Regions from separate parts of the Sus scrofa genome. Here all the other regions are linked to region 1. Evidence: chromatin contacts called from public HiChIP or PLAC-seq data. All regions are on one chromosome and are shown on one strand. The core of a region is the stretch at or near the end of the contact, and the rest is flanking DNA. Distances in the headings are between cores, read along the strand shown. Region 1 holds the start of RPIA (ribose 5-phosphate isomerase A). Region 2 overlaps EIF2AK3 (eukaryotic translation initiation factor 2-alpha kinase 3). Region 3 overlaps EIF2AK3 (eukaryotic translation initiation factor 2-alpha kinase 3).

The links. HiChIP or PLAC-seq counts read pairs in DNA pulled down with a chosen protein or histone mark.
Region 2: an H3K27ac HiChIP or PLAC-seq map of alveolar macrophages shows a contact between it and region 1. The contact joins the enhancer-like site here to the promoter of RPIA in region 1. A contact is called at or near these places in 1 of 5 promoter capture datasets (liver), 19 of 47 Hi-C or Micro-C datasets (alveolar macrophages, blood, embryonic fibroblasts and 10 more) and 2 of 2 datasets of contacts at active chromatin or transcription factors (alveolar macrophages and skeletal muscle).
Region 3: a contact with region 1 is called in an H3K27ac HiChIP or PLAC-seq map of alveolar macrophages. The contact joins the enhancer-like site here to the promoter of RPIA in region 1. A contact is called at or near these places in 1 of 5 promoter capture datasets (liver), 23 of 47 Hi-C or Micro-C datasets (blood, embryonic fibroblasts, fetal heart ventricle and 10 more) and 2 of 2 datasets of contacts at active chromatin or transcription factors (alveolar macrophages and skeletal muscle).

The regions. Positions count from the first base shown.
Region 1 is chr3:57,384,543-57,388,996 of Sscrofa11.1, reverse strand. It overlaps RPIA (ribose 5-phosphate isomerase A), which reads left to right and starts at 2,088. Exons shown (of 9, transcript NM_001097495.1): 1 at 2,088-2,369. The coding sequence starts at 2,097. LOC102164763 (a long non-coding RNA gene) reads right to left here and starts at 1,903. Exons shown (of 5, transcript XR_001306050.2): 1 at 1,799-1,903; 2 at 517-967; 3 at 200-385.
Region 2 is chr3:57,452,670-57,457,003 of Sscrofa11.1, reverse strand. All of the region lies in intron 2 of EIF2AK3 (eukaryotic translation initiation factor 2-alpha kinase 3), which reads right to left. Among named protein-coding and RNA genes, the nearest start is that of EIF2AK3, 31 kb to the right of the region's middle. Within about 2 kb of position 1,518, at least 17 of the 83 cell types and tissues checked have an H3K27ac peak or open chromatin away from gene starts, as enhancers often do. A contact at or near this core is called in alveolar macrophages and embryonic fibroblasts, where this site is marked.
Region 3 is chr3:57,474,463-57,478,634 of Sscrofa11.1, reverse strand. EIF2AK3 (eukaryotic translation initiation factor 2-alpha kinase 3) reads right to left here. Exons shown (of 17, transcript XM_003124925.4): 11 at 1-13. Among named protein-coding and RNA genes, the nearest start is that of TEX37, 52 kb to the left of the region's middle. Within about 2 kb of position 2,259, at least 4 of the 83 cell types and tissues checked have an H3K27ac peak or open chromatin away from gene starts, as enhancers often do. A contact at or near this core is called in alveolar macrophages and embryonic fibroblasts, where this site is marked.

The DNA.
Region 1 (4,454 bases), core at 839-3,338:
GGCCTAAGCCACAGCTATAACAACATGGGATCCCAGCTGCATCTGCGACCTATGCTGCAGCTTGTGGCAGCACTGGATCCTTGAACCACTGAGCGAAGCCAGGGATCAAACCTGCATCCTCACGGACACTATGGGGTTCTTAACCTGAGCCACAATGGGAAATTCCAGAAAGTGGTTAGCTTATAAGTGCATAACTCACCTTGTCCCAGTGGCCTCCTGGCTCCATTTTGGAGAGCTCTCTTACTAATGCCCACTCCATTTTGATTTTCCTTGCACATGGTCCAAGGGCTGACAGCTTCAGGAGGCATGGCAAAGGAAGCCCAGGTCACCAGGGTGATGACAGTGGCTTATTACTGGTGCTTTGCACACAGAAGAGGGAGAAGACCTGAAATGGTTTGGAAATAAGGTCATAGTAGACAAGGGATTCCACCAACATGGAGGAACAGCACAAAGGCTAGTTCTTTTTATAGACCTCCAAGTAGTCAATATGAATGGAGTCAGAAAAAGCTTTCTTACCTATAAAATAGGGACAGAAAGAATTCTCTCACCCCACAGAGGTCCTGTTGTGGTTCTTCAGATTAAGAACCTGACTAATATCCATGAGGACGTGGGTTCAATTCCTGGCCTCGCTCAGTGAGAGCTGTGGTATAGGTTGCAGATGAGGCGCGAATCCATGTTGCTGCATAGGCATCAGTGTAGACGGGCAGCTGAGCTCTGATTAGACCCCTGGCCTGGTAACTTACATATGCTGCAGGTGCAGCCCTAAAAAGAAAAGAAAAAAAATCCTTCCACCCTAGAGTTCCCGCTGTGATGTGGCAGGTGAAGCTGACTGTGGCAGCTTGGGTTGCTGCAGAGGCATGGGTTTGATCCCTGGCCAGATGCAGTGGGTTAAAGGATCCATCATTGCTGCAGCTCCAGCTCAGATAACAACAACAACAACAAAGAGTTCTTCCATCTTTACCATGCTCTGTAAGTAAGAACAGGACGAAGAATCTCATTTATCACCCAGTTACACAAAAGGTTAAGCCTCAACTCTGCAGTTGCCCCACTAACAGTTCACCCTAAGCGGAATTCAGGGTAGAGAAAAACTGGATGAAGCCTTCTGTGTTTTGGATACATGGCCCCTAGACAAAGATATGTATCTAAGGAAGAATTTCAATGACGCTAGATTCCTGCATCCTCCCATACTTGGGAAAGCACTAAAATCATTAACTTGAACTACCTGGGTTTTTTTGATGGTAAGTAGTCAAGATGTATGCTTGACTACATTTCATAGACCAAAAATTCATATACATACTGGCTCCTCCTCTATCTCTTGTAGAGTTCCAAAGAGCTGAGAGATTATTTCCCAGGCTATAGTCCCTAGTAACATCCCAGAATAAAACTGAAACTCACTGCTCTTACATTGTGCGTGTAGTCTTTTTTTCCTTCTTTTCACCTACATCAAGACACTTTACAGGTAGAGGAGAAACTAGAAAAGTGGAAGTCCTTTTTAAGTCAAGAAGGACTGCGGGGTTTCTGCGGGTCGCATGTTATCTGCGAGGCTAGGGCTCTATCTGGAGGAAACCTTGCCATCCATATGCATAACAACATCTAAGTCTGGGGGTCCGAAATTTGTAGTCCCGGGCCTGCGGGGTCTAAGGATGGACTAAAACGGGAGTCAGGAGCCCCCAGGTGCGTTTCCCTGTGGAGCCAGTATAGAGAAGGCACTCCCGAAATGAGGTCTCCGGAAGTGCGACTGCCTCCAGCCTCGTCCACGGCCACGTTCTTACTTCTGGGAAAAACAACAGGGTCATACCTACACCCACTTCTCAGATGCGCGGACAAACAAAAAAAACCTGAAAGAATGACCCAAACTCGGCTACACGGGCGGTACAAGTCGCGCAAAGCCTGTCGCCCGAGATTTGCGCACCCGGTCGCGGAGCATTGTGGGGCCGGTGGTCCAGGCTGGGGCGCGGCTTCCGGCCGCCGAAGCCGTAGAACCACATTTCCCAGCAAGGCCTGCGCCGCAGCGACGCGGATCTAGTACGTATGCTATCAGACTTCCGGTGGAGCCGGGGGCGGGTCTGTGGTGGAGGCTGGAGCGAGGCGGCGGGATGCAGCGCCCCGGGCCCTTCAGCACCCTCTACGGGCGGGTCCTGGCCCCGCTGCCCGGGCGGGCTGGGGGCGCGGCCTCTGGCGGAGGCGGGAACAGCTGGGGCGTCCTGGGTTCGCACGTGCAGCCTCCGGGACGCGCGCAGTTCGGCGTTGGCAGCACTAGTACCAGCAGTGGGGACGCTAACAGCGTCTGCCCGGCCCCCTCCACGATGTCCAAGGCCGAGGAGGCCAAGAAGCTGGCGGGCCGCGCGGCCGTGGAGAACCACGTGAGGGTAAGCAGCTCGGGGCATGGGGCGTCTGTGCTTGGCCTGAAGGGCTCCTGCTGAGCGTTCTGGGCACTGTCGGGCGCGACTAGTTCCTGGCACAGCGGGGGTTTCGGGAGAGGGCAGAGGGTGCGCACTTTACCCGGGTTTACATCTGTTTAAAGGCTTTTTAGATGTGGAATCATTTGTGGGCAAGTCCCGTAAAAGTTGAGCTATTGAAAGAACTCCTTGCCAGGGCAGATAACTGTTTGCAAAGTGGAGGCTGGTGGTGTCTGATGTTTGGAGTGGATTTAGGAGGGACTTAACCTGTGGCTTCCTTGTCAGATGGAGAGGTCGTCATTTCTCTTCACCGCCCTGGGAAGTAGGTGGGGAGCTGACTTGAAAGGTGTTTTGAAATTTTACCCGAAGGAGGAGCTTGATTCGGTGCGCCCTTGTTCCTGAATGTACTCGCGGGAGGGAAGTGGAGACCGAGCATAAGGGGAAACTCGGGGCTTTAAACTTCCTCCCTTTGACAGGGCCCGAGTGGACACTTGAAAGCCTAGAGGACCCTGTTCTTTAGGGCGGGAGTGTGGAGATGTTTAGCTGTTTCTTGGTGAGGTCATGGCCCCACTTGTTTGCTAAGTGACGGGTGTGGTTCTCTTGGTGGAGTCTTTTAACCTAAGTGGATTTGCTGTCAACAATGAGGTTAATTATCTTAATTATAAGACTTCGGGAGCCCAGAGGCAAGTGGAGTATCTCTATCCTTAGGTGGAGTTTCCTTGGCTTTATTGGCTTTTTGTCTTTTCTGCTTCTTGGAAAGAGGTATCAGATTCCCTTTTCTCTAATGGTGGTTCTTTATTCTTTGCATTTGATAATGCTTTAGTGTACAAGATTATTTTGCCTAGATGTTCCATCCTCCCACAGCCTGGCTAAATGGGAGGGGCCTGCCCTGTAGGAGGAATGACCAAGGAACTTACAGGACCCAAACCCTGTGGCTCCTGTTCTAGTGCCCTTCCACCACTCCCACGGCCACCCTGTTATGGTGTAATAATCTGGTTAGCAATAGGATTTTCTGTGGGAGTTCACAGAGATAATGTGAAATGTGTAACCTGGTTCTGCTTTTGGGTTTCAGTGCCTCAGCTGCAAAATGGGGACCATAAGCTGAAATTTCGAAATGCCTGGATAAAGTGAGTGGTAATGGATAAATGAAGTCTATATAGATAGGCAAGTTCCATATATTAGATTTCTTATTAACCTGTTTACATTACCATTTGGTAGCATGTATCTCTCTGACTGTAGTTTTGTTATTATGTATTTGGTTAAATAAAAATTTGCAAGTCCCCTCCTCAGGCCAGAGCCCCACAACACTGGATTCCAGCCACATTCCCCGAAGTTCCAGGCGATCCTGGGGAGAGCTTTACTGGTCGTTTGGGGGCAGTCTCAGTTACACTCACTTTCCTTTGCAAACTTCTTTCCTGAGATGCCAGTATTACTTGAATTTTGTATGTTCTGTCTTCAGCATTGATTCATTCACTTCATTCCTGTGCTTGGTATTTGTTGAGTGTGTCAAGCAGTTGATGTGGTGGCCAGAAATGTGGCTAAAGGAGGGAGGAGGGCAGGCTGGTCCCGAATATTTTGCAAACAAGATAATTTAATTCAAAGCCTTTCATTTATTGAGTATAATCATGTACCTAATTGTCAAGGTTTAGCTGCCCTCACCAGAGGATATCCTTTTTTTCATCTAAGGCCAAGTTTTCCTCTAGCACTTCGTGTCTTGAAATTATGTACTCATTACCCAACTCAGGCTTGGCTGCTGACCCCTGGAAAGACAAGTGTTGGTTGTAAAGAAAGGGTTGTTTTGTTCTGGATGCTGGCAACCTGGGGAGGAGGACTCCCAGAACCAAGTCCCAAGTTTCTGCTTGGCCAGGAAAGTTTTTTAAGGGAGAAAGGGGAAGTTAATTGCAGGTAATCATTTGGGGGGGGGTCAGAGTCTTATTTTCCACTGTGGGCAGACTTTCCTTAGATTGGTTGATGGTGAGCTAATAACGGCAGTATTGCAAGACCCTCCTGCTCAGCCTGAAGTTACCATCCTTCACCTGAGTGGAGGCCTTAGAT
Region 2 (4,334 bases), core at 269-2,768, 69 kb before region 1:
TAGGGAGGTTCTCAGGCCAGGGGTCCAATCAGAGCTGTAGCCACCAGCCTGCCTACACCACAGCCACAGCAACACAGGATCAACCGCTGAGCCACGACGGGAACTCCTGCTTTCTTATTTCTTGATAATAACAGATTCACAATTTTATTTTCAAGAATTGAAACTTTTCTTTTTATCTTTTGTAGGCTGTCCAACCTGAAGCTGTCATTAAGAACAGACTTAGGGAGTTCCTGTCATGGTTCAGCAGAAACGAATCTGACTAGCATCCATGAGGGTGCAGGTTTGATCCCTGGCCTCGCTCAGTGGGTTAAGGATCCAACAACTCAGATCCCAAGTTGCTGTGGCTGTGGCATAAGCCAGCAGCTACAGCTCCGATTCGCCTGGGAAACTCCACATGCCTCAGGTGCAGCCCTAAAAAAAAATTTTTTTTTAAAGAACAGATTTAGGTCATATATACACACTCTATGATAACAATATTATAGTATTTTAGCCAAAACAGGCTCCCATTTTAAGTTACATACCAGTTTGAAAACCAAGTATTTCCTGTTCTCCACCTTCCATATTATATTAGGTAGTCTCTATTCTATTTACTAGAATACTAAGTTCAAATTATAAGAAAGTTAGCAAATAGGTATTTCAGTTGTCTGGTCTTGTTAACAGTAGTACTGGCTGAGTACAGACTGGAGAATGGTTTGCATCAATATAAGAACGAGGAAGAGGGGTTTCATGGGGCTGTAGTGAACAGATAACCTTTATTTTTATTTGTTTCCTCTTCCATTAAACAACTTTTTTCCCTCTAAAGAAGTAGTAGATCCTTAGGGAACACAATGGCTCCTCAGTGCAACCACCCCCACCCCCCAAAACAGACAAAAATCTGTCAAACGAATAGGAACTAAAATTTCTCTCTGTGTCTAAATGTGAAAGGAAAAAAAGTTATTTGCAATTAAAAGTCAGGTTTAAGCAACTAAGATTTCATATGATTGACCATGTAGTGAAAAATTGCCCTATTTTACTTTTTTAATTAATTAATTTTATTATTATTTTTTCTTTTTCGGCCACACTGTGGCATATGGAATTCCCGGGGCAGGGATCAAATCTGAGTGGAAGTTGTGACCTAGGCAACTAGGCCAGATCTTTAGCCCACTGCGCCCAGGCAGGGATCGAACTGCATCCCAGCACTCCCAAGATGTTGCCAATCCCTATGCACCACAGTGGGAACTCCAAAATTGCCCCATTTTAAAAGTTAGGTCTTCTAGGGCATGATTCAAAGGGAAGAGTGCAAAACCCAAAACAATGAGAAAGCATTATGATTTAATACTCAAATCGTGTCATATTTCTGGATTATGACTTTAAAGTTCACTTTTAAATAGCTGCTCTTCCTCAATTGGCTGCTTATGAGTCATACCCATGGCTGCTGACCCGTGCACCAATCTTTGTGAAGTTTTTCAGGCCACATCTGTGAAAACAGATGGCGCTTTTTCCTTGAGAGCCACAAGCAGTGATAGAAGCATGCAGTTCAGGTACAGAGATGACATCACCCCTCATAGGAGCATTACCTCACCCTCCCAGCACAGGAATGAGTCACCCCGGATAATCAGCTGCAAATCTCTTGGTATAAAAAAAAATGTAGGCTATGGTGATGCATTTTCACATTCCACTGATTTGTTTCTCTGAGCAGCTATTGGTTCTGATTTGCTGCCCTGCATCTCAAACTAATTACATGCCTTGCTTCCCACATCAGTCGTTTATTAAAAATATAAGTTCCTATTATTTGGGGATTTTCCCCCATTTGCTTTTTTTTCTGTTGATAATTTTAAAATAAAAGGCTTGTCAAATCAGCTAGCAAACCCAATACCAAAGATCCAATCAAGGTCTTTATCCTGCAAGCAAAGCAGTTGAGTAAAGCCAATTCAATTTATGATTTTGGAAAAACATCTAAATGGCAGAATGAATACCAGTGACACAAAATCACGGATAGCTGTTTGAAATGTGAATGTGCAGGTAAGAACTCTATTTTTAAGTGGCAGAAGGGACTTCAACTGAGACAACAAAGGAGTAATACTAAAATGAATACAGCCAACAATAAAAATGAAAATTCATCTTATATGGAAAAAAATGTATTTTGCATTTGGTTCTTCTTTCTTTTTCTATCCAACCACCTCCTCACCCCTCCCCAAGCTCCTACCATTAGCACATACACTTTGGGGTATATTCAACTTTGTTTTATTTATGTATTTATTTTTGGCTGCACCCATGGCATGCAGAACTTCTCAAGCCAGGGACTGAACCCACGCCACGCGGTCACAGGCCATATCCTTCATCGCTAGGCCACCAGGGAACTCCCTGACTTTAACTTAGTATATTTTGGAAACATATAAAATGTAAAGAGATGAATATAATAAACCCCCATGCACCTGTCACTCAGCTTCAACAAGCATCACATTTTGCCAAGTGCTCCCCAGTGCTCTCCACTCATCCACTACATGTATTTGTTAACAAGAGTATTTTAAAGTCCATCACAGGCATTACGTCATTTCACGTATGAATATTTCAGTCTTCATTGCTGAGAAGTAACTACCATGCCAGTGTTACATCGAACAGAATTGAGTCATTCTCTAAAATCAACTATTTAAATTTCCCTGATTGTTACAAAGATAAACCATATAATCCATTTGCTCCAAAAAGGAATTTATTTAAACTCTACATATGACCTTTGATTTCTTTCTTCCCCCCATAAGGGCCCCTTTCACTCCCTTTATCATGCACTGATTTACTTGGGAAACCCCATCATACAGAATGTCCCACAGTCTGGATTTTGTACGTCAATTAACTTGTTCCTTTAGTCCCTGTATTTCCTTTAAAAAAAGTGTAATTAGGATAGGAGCTGTGGGAGTTCCCCAGTGGCCTATTAGTTAGGATCTGGCGTTATCACTCCACTGGTGTGGGTTCAGTTCCTGGCTGGGAAAGCATGCCAAGGATGTGGCCAAAATAAATAAATAAATAAGAAAGAAAGAAAGAACGGAAGCTTTGATTTGATGCATGTTCAATTTTTTATTTTCTGTCTTTTTAGGGCTGCACTAGCAGCACATGGAAGCTCCCAGGCTAGGGGTCGAATCAGAGCTAGAGCTTCCAGCCACAGCTACAGCCATGTGGGATCTGAGCCACATCTGTGACCTAAGCTACAGCTTGCAGCAACGCTAGATCCTTAACTTACTGAGCAAGGCCAGGGAACAAACCCACATCTTCATGGACACTATGCTGGACTCTTAACCCACTGAGCCACAAAGGGAACTCCTCCTTCACCTTTCAATTTCATGTATTTCCTCTCTGATCTTTATTATTTCCTTCCTTCTGCTGACTTTAAGTTTTGTTTGCTCTTTTTCTAATTCTTTTAGGTGGTATGTTAGGTTGTTTATTTGCAATTTTCTTTATTTTTTAGGGAAGGCCTACATGGCTATGAATTTCCCTCCGAGAACTGCTTCTGCTGCATCCCATAAATTTTGCATGGTTGTGTTTTCATTGCCATTTGCCTAAAGGTATTTTTTAATTTCCTCTGGTCTTTTAATTTCATAACTTTCCTCCCTAAACTTCTCTTGAATCTATCATTTTATTTCATCCAATTCCTCTGTCACCACCCTAGTCCAAGCAATCATCCCATCTGCATTAGGTTAATCTCTTATCTAGTTTCCCTACTTCTGCTCTTGTTCCTCTTCTAGTCTATTCTCTCCAGCCATATAGAAGTCTATATAGTCATCTTCAGTACAGTACAGGAGAAATTGGTTTCTGTAGGATTTTAGGGATTAATGTACTTTCTTCCAGATTTTCCCAACTGCTAGTTGGTGTGAATACTTCATAAATACTTGTACTTATTTATTTTTAGGGCCACACTGCAGCATATCAAAGTTCCCAGGCTAGGGGGCGAATCAGAGCTGCAGCTGCCAGCCTATGCCACAGCCACAGCAACGCAGGATCCAAGCCACATCTGCAACCCATACCACAGCTTCTGGGCATGCTGAATCCTTAACCTACTGAGCAAGCCCAGGGATGGAAACTGCATCTTCATGGATACTAGATGGGTTCTTACCCACTGAGCCACAATTGGAACTCCTATAAATATTTTATAAATATAAATACTTCCATGATTGGAGGTAACTGGCTTATAATACAAATGCCTCACTATGACAATCATTTGATTCATCAGTTTCATTGAAAGTCTCAGTAAAAGAGAATGTCAAAAAAACCTTTTTCATTTTGATTATGGAGGAATCTTTCCCACTTAAAATCCTATGATGGTTTCCCCCGGCTCAAGATGAAATTCAAAATGCTTCCCTTGT
Region 3 (4,172 bases), core at 1,010-3,509, 89 kb before region 1:
ATCTGTTAGATATCTTTAAAAAAAAAAAAAAAAAGTACATTTAAAAAAGTTTGCAAGTAGTTTTAAATTTTATAGTAAGGTAATAATCAGTTCAATCTTACGATATGTAAAAACGTATAAACTAAGTCTAATAGAACTTATTTTAATAAATAGTGTAGTTTAAATTCTAATAACATTGTTTTGTTTTCTGTTTGTATAAATGAAGCAAACGTATTTTTTTTTTTGGCTGAGCATGAAGCATGTGGAAATTCCCAGGCCAGGGACTAAACCTGCACCACAGCAGTGACAATGCTGGATCCTTTAACCGCTAGGCCAGCAGGGAACACCTCCCTAGGAATTTTCTAAAAAATTAAAAAGCTTCTGCTTCATGGAGAATCACTTGTTACTCACTTACTCTTTCTTTTTTAAAAAATTAAGTTGTAGTTGATTTACAATGATATGCCAATTTCTGCTATACAGCAAAATGACCCAGTCGTTATACACACACATTCCCTTTCTAATCACTTATTCTTATAGCAACTTTAGGACTGTTCTGTCCTATCCAATACTTTCTATCATCCATCAAAATATTCTACCCTTAATTCTCTAAACTTTTACCTCCTGTGGCATTCTGTACTCAATTAGAAAATATATTTTAATCTTATGTCAGTGCCTGTGTATTTTACAGAAAAAATTTTTAATTAGTCCTATTATATTTAAGTACTTTTTTTTTCTTTTTAGGGCTGTACCTTTGGCATATGAAAGTTCCCAGGCTAGGGGTTGAATCAGATCTGCAGCTGCCAGCCTACACCACAGCCACAGTAACACTGGATCTGAGCTACATATGAGACCTACGCTGCAGTGTTTGTCAATGCCGGATCTTTAACCCACTGAGCCAGGCAGGGACCGAACCTGTATCCTCACAGAGACAATGCCGGGCTCTTCACCCACTGAGCCATGGTGGGAACTCCTAAGTTCTTTTTTAGTCAGAACTCTCTCGAGGAACCAAAGCTATCTGAAATTTGCTGGCATGCCTCACGGGTCACTATGCTCAGCACCAAAGGTATCTGGATGGAAGCTAACTCACATCTGTCACTTACAGATGGGCCTCCTCTTTGTAGTCTATTTCCTCCTTTAGTGCCCGACTCACTGATCTGCTCTGTATATGCCAGATGACTTGCACCCATGGCCTTTCAAAATTTCAGGGCTTTTGCTTCTGCTATTTGCTCTATGAAGTCAGCCTACCTCTTTATATTTATTTACTAAAACTTTATTCTTAGTTCATTCTGCTCATCCACCACCTCTACAAGTCCATGTTGATGTTCTTAGAGCATGACGCATAGAGTACTGTGGACTTCTTAAACTTACTCCCCTCCCAATATTTTAGGTTATTTACACATAGCTTTCTCTCCTTGCTGCCACTGAATAGTGGGGGCCTTGACTGCAGGGAAGCATTCTTTTTTTTTTTTTTTTTCCTCTTTGTATTTCCAAAGCCTGAGCTTACCTGGCAAATAGAAAGTCTGACAGACATCAAATAATGCATGAATTAATAAATGAATGAATGCATGCTATGGAAGTTATTCTTCCAGCCACATGGGGGAGGACTGAATTAGATTACCCTGGGTGTCCCTTAGAAGGCTAAGTTTATTACATTATGACTTGCATACTCTGATTTAGTAGCTGGCTCAGCTGGTTAGAGCACAGTGTTGAGGAGGAAAGACAATAGATCCCAACCCTCCGTGGGCCAATTACCTTCACAGAGAATGAAGAGTAATACTCTGTATCCCTAAAAATAGCTAGTCAAGGTACTTCAGTACAAATCCATCTCCCCAAATGCAAAAGCCCATGAAGTTCAGGTCCTACTCCTGGAGGGCCAATTGAATTATCTTCCTACATTAAAGAAAACACTCTTGTGAAAATGGAAACATCTTTTGAAAAAAAAAAAAAATTAGATATGATGACCGATTCCATAAATTTAAGTTTCGCCTCACCTAAGGACCCAGCTTAGGACTTAAACTCATACCGGAATCCAGAGTTCATGCTCTTAATAATGCCAAGAACACAGTAGGCACTCAACGAACATCGAGTACTATACAGAGCTCCTGCATTTTACAAACAATCAGCTGTTCTCTTCATATTAAAATGAAAGGAAAATAAGTCCAATTCAACTTTAGAGTACATTATTCCAATTCTTTTCACAACAGCCTTACAAATATATATTTATCCACCACAGCCCACTCTTCCCCCATCTCTGCATGTCTCTTACTCATGATTTATGGTTCAATTAAAATGTGACCTCATTTATGACACCCTCTTGAATCATCACTGCCAGAGTCTGTGACTTAGTCATGGCTTTTTTTCTGATATGTTTTTTATGTTTTATCTAGCATCATCTTCCCCTGGAGATGTTAGGCTCCTCTAGGAGCTATGCCCAGTCTTTTTATTTCTCCCAAAGCCTGAGATACTGCCTGCACACAGCTGTTCAGAATAAGTGCTGAATGAACAACAAACAGCCTGGGCAGTGAACTGCTGGTGGAGCTGGTGAACCCCGACTTCTCCCTCCCTCACTGGAGGTATCAGCCACTAATGCATTAGTTAGCATCCTTATCAGCAAGGGCATTAACGCTCTTACCACTTGTAACTCACCTAGTAGATTTTGCTAAGACATACATACAGATTATGGTCGATTCTCAGTTTTTGATGATACAGTATGAATGAAGCTTAGATAAATTAAGTCCACAGGTAATCAAAATAACACACATTTTAGCTGAAATTTTCATTATTTTGATCATAAAACCATTACCCTAGATAGTAAGCAGTAAGGTTCTATACTTTTTCCTTGTCCTCATATCACTACAGTACTAAGTATGATACAAAAACAAAGGGAAGTAGTTCTCTTGTGGCTCAGTGGGTTAAGGATCTGGCGTTGTCACTACTGTGGCCCAGGTTCAATTCCTGGCTGGGAACTTATGAATGCCATGGGTGTGACCAAAAAAGGGGGAGGAGAAGAAGTAGCAATAATCCATGTAATAAGAAAATTACATGGATTGAACCACAGAACCATTTCTCATCCTACAAAGCACCCAAATATGTACACCTGATAGACTGCTAACAGATTTTCTACTTTTATTTCACTTTCAAATTATTTGAAAGGGCTGTTTTTTTGTTTTTTGTCTTTTTGCCATTTCTTTGGCTGCTCCTGCAGCATATGGAGGTTCTCAGGCTAGGGATCGAATTGGAGCTGTAGCCACCAGCCTACGCCAGAGCCACAGCGATGCGGGATCCGAGCCACGTCTGCGACCTACACCACAGCTCATGCCAACACCAGATCCTTAACCCACTGAGCAAGGCCAGGGATCGAACCTGCAACCTCATGGTTCCTAGTCAGATTTGTTAACCACTGTGCCACACTGGGAACTCCTGGGCTGCTTTTTAAGTAACCTAACTCCCTCTTCAGCTTTTATTGTGTATTTATTTGTTTGTCCATTTTTGGCCATACCCTCAGCATGTGGAAGTTCCCAGGTCAGGGATTGAACCTGTGCCACAGCAGTAACCAGAGCCACAGCAATGATAAAAGACCCTCAACCCACTGAGTCACCAGGATCTCCCCAATTCTGCTTTTAAAAATGATCAGTTCTATTAGTGTATTTCTCCCTATTTTTCTACTTCTTACTCTAGGGAGAATAAAGATGAAATAAATAATTGAGGATTAAGTAACACAGGAGATTTATATCATATTCTAGCAACATAATAATTACTATTTGGTATTATTAGTACCAAGCCCAGTACATGGCAGAACCTCAATAACTAAGTTATCTGAATAACAACTCAATTTGGTGGTTGTAATTCTTTTTTCATTTCAGTTTTATTGAGAAATAATTGACATACCCAGGGGCTGTAATTCTAAACTTTTATAACACTCTGTTTCTATCCCTCTTACAAATTACTTTGAATAAGTTTAAGAAATCTGAGGGATAAGTCTGTTTTATTTACCTAGATAGTCACACATTTAAAAAGAAGTGAAACAAGATCTACATTTAGAGGTCATTTCTTCTTCTTTTTTTTTTTTGTCTTTTTAGGGCCGCACCCACGGCATACGGAGGTTCCCAGGCTAGGGGTTGAATCGGAGCTGTAGCCGCTGGCCTACACCACAACCACGGCAATGAGGGACCCGAGCCACATCTGTGACCTAC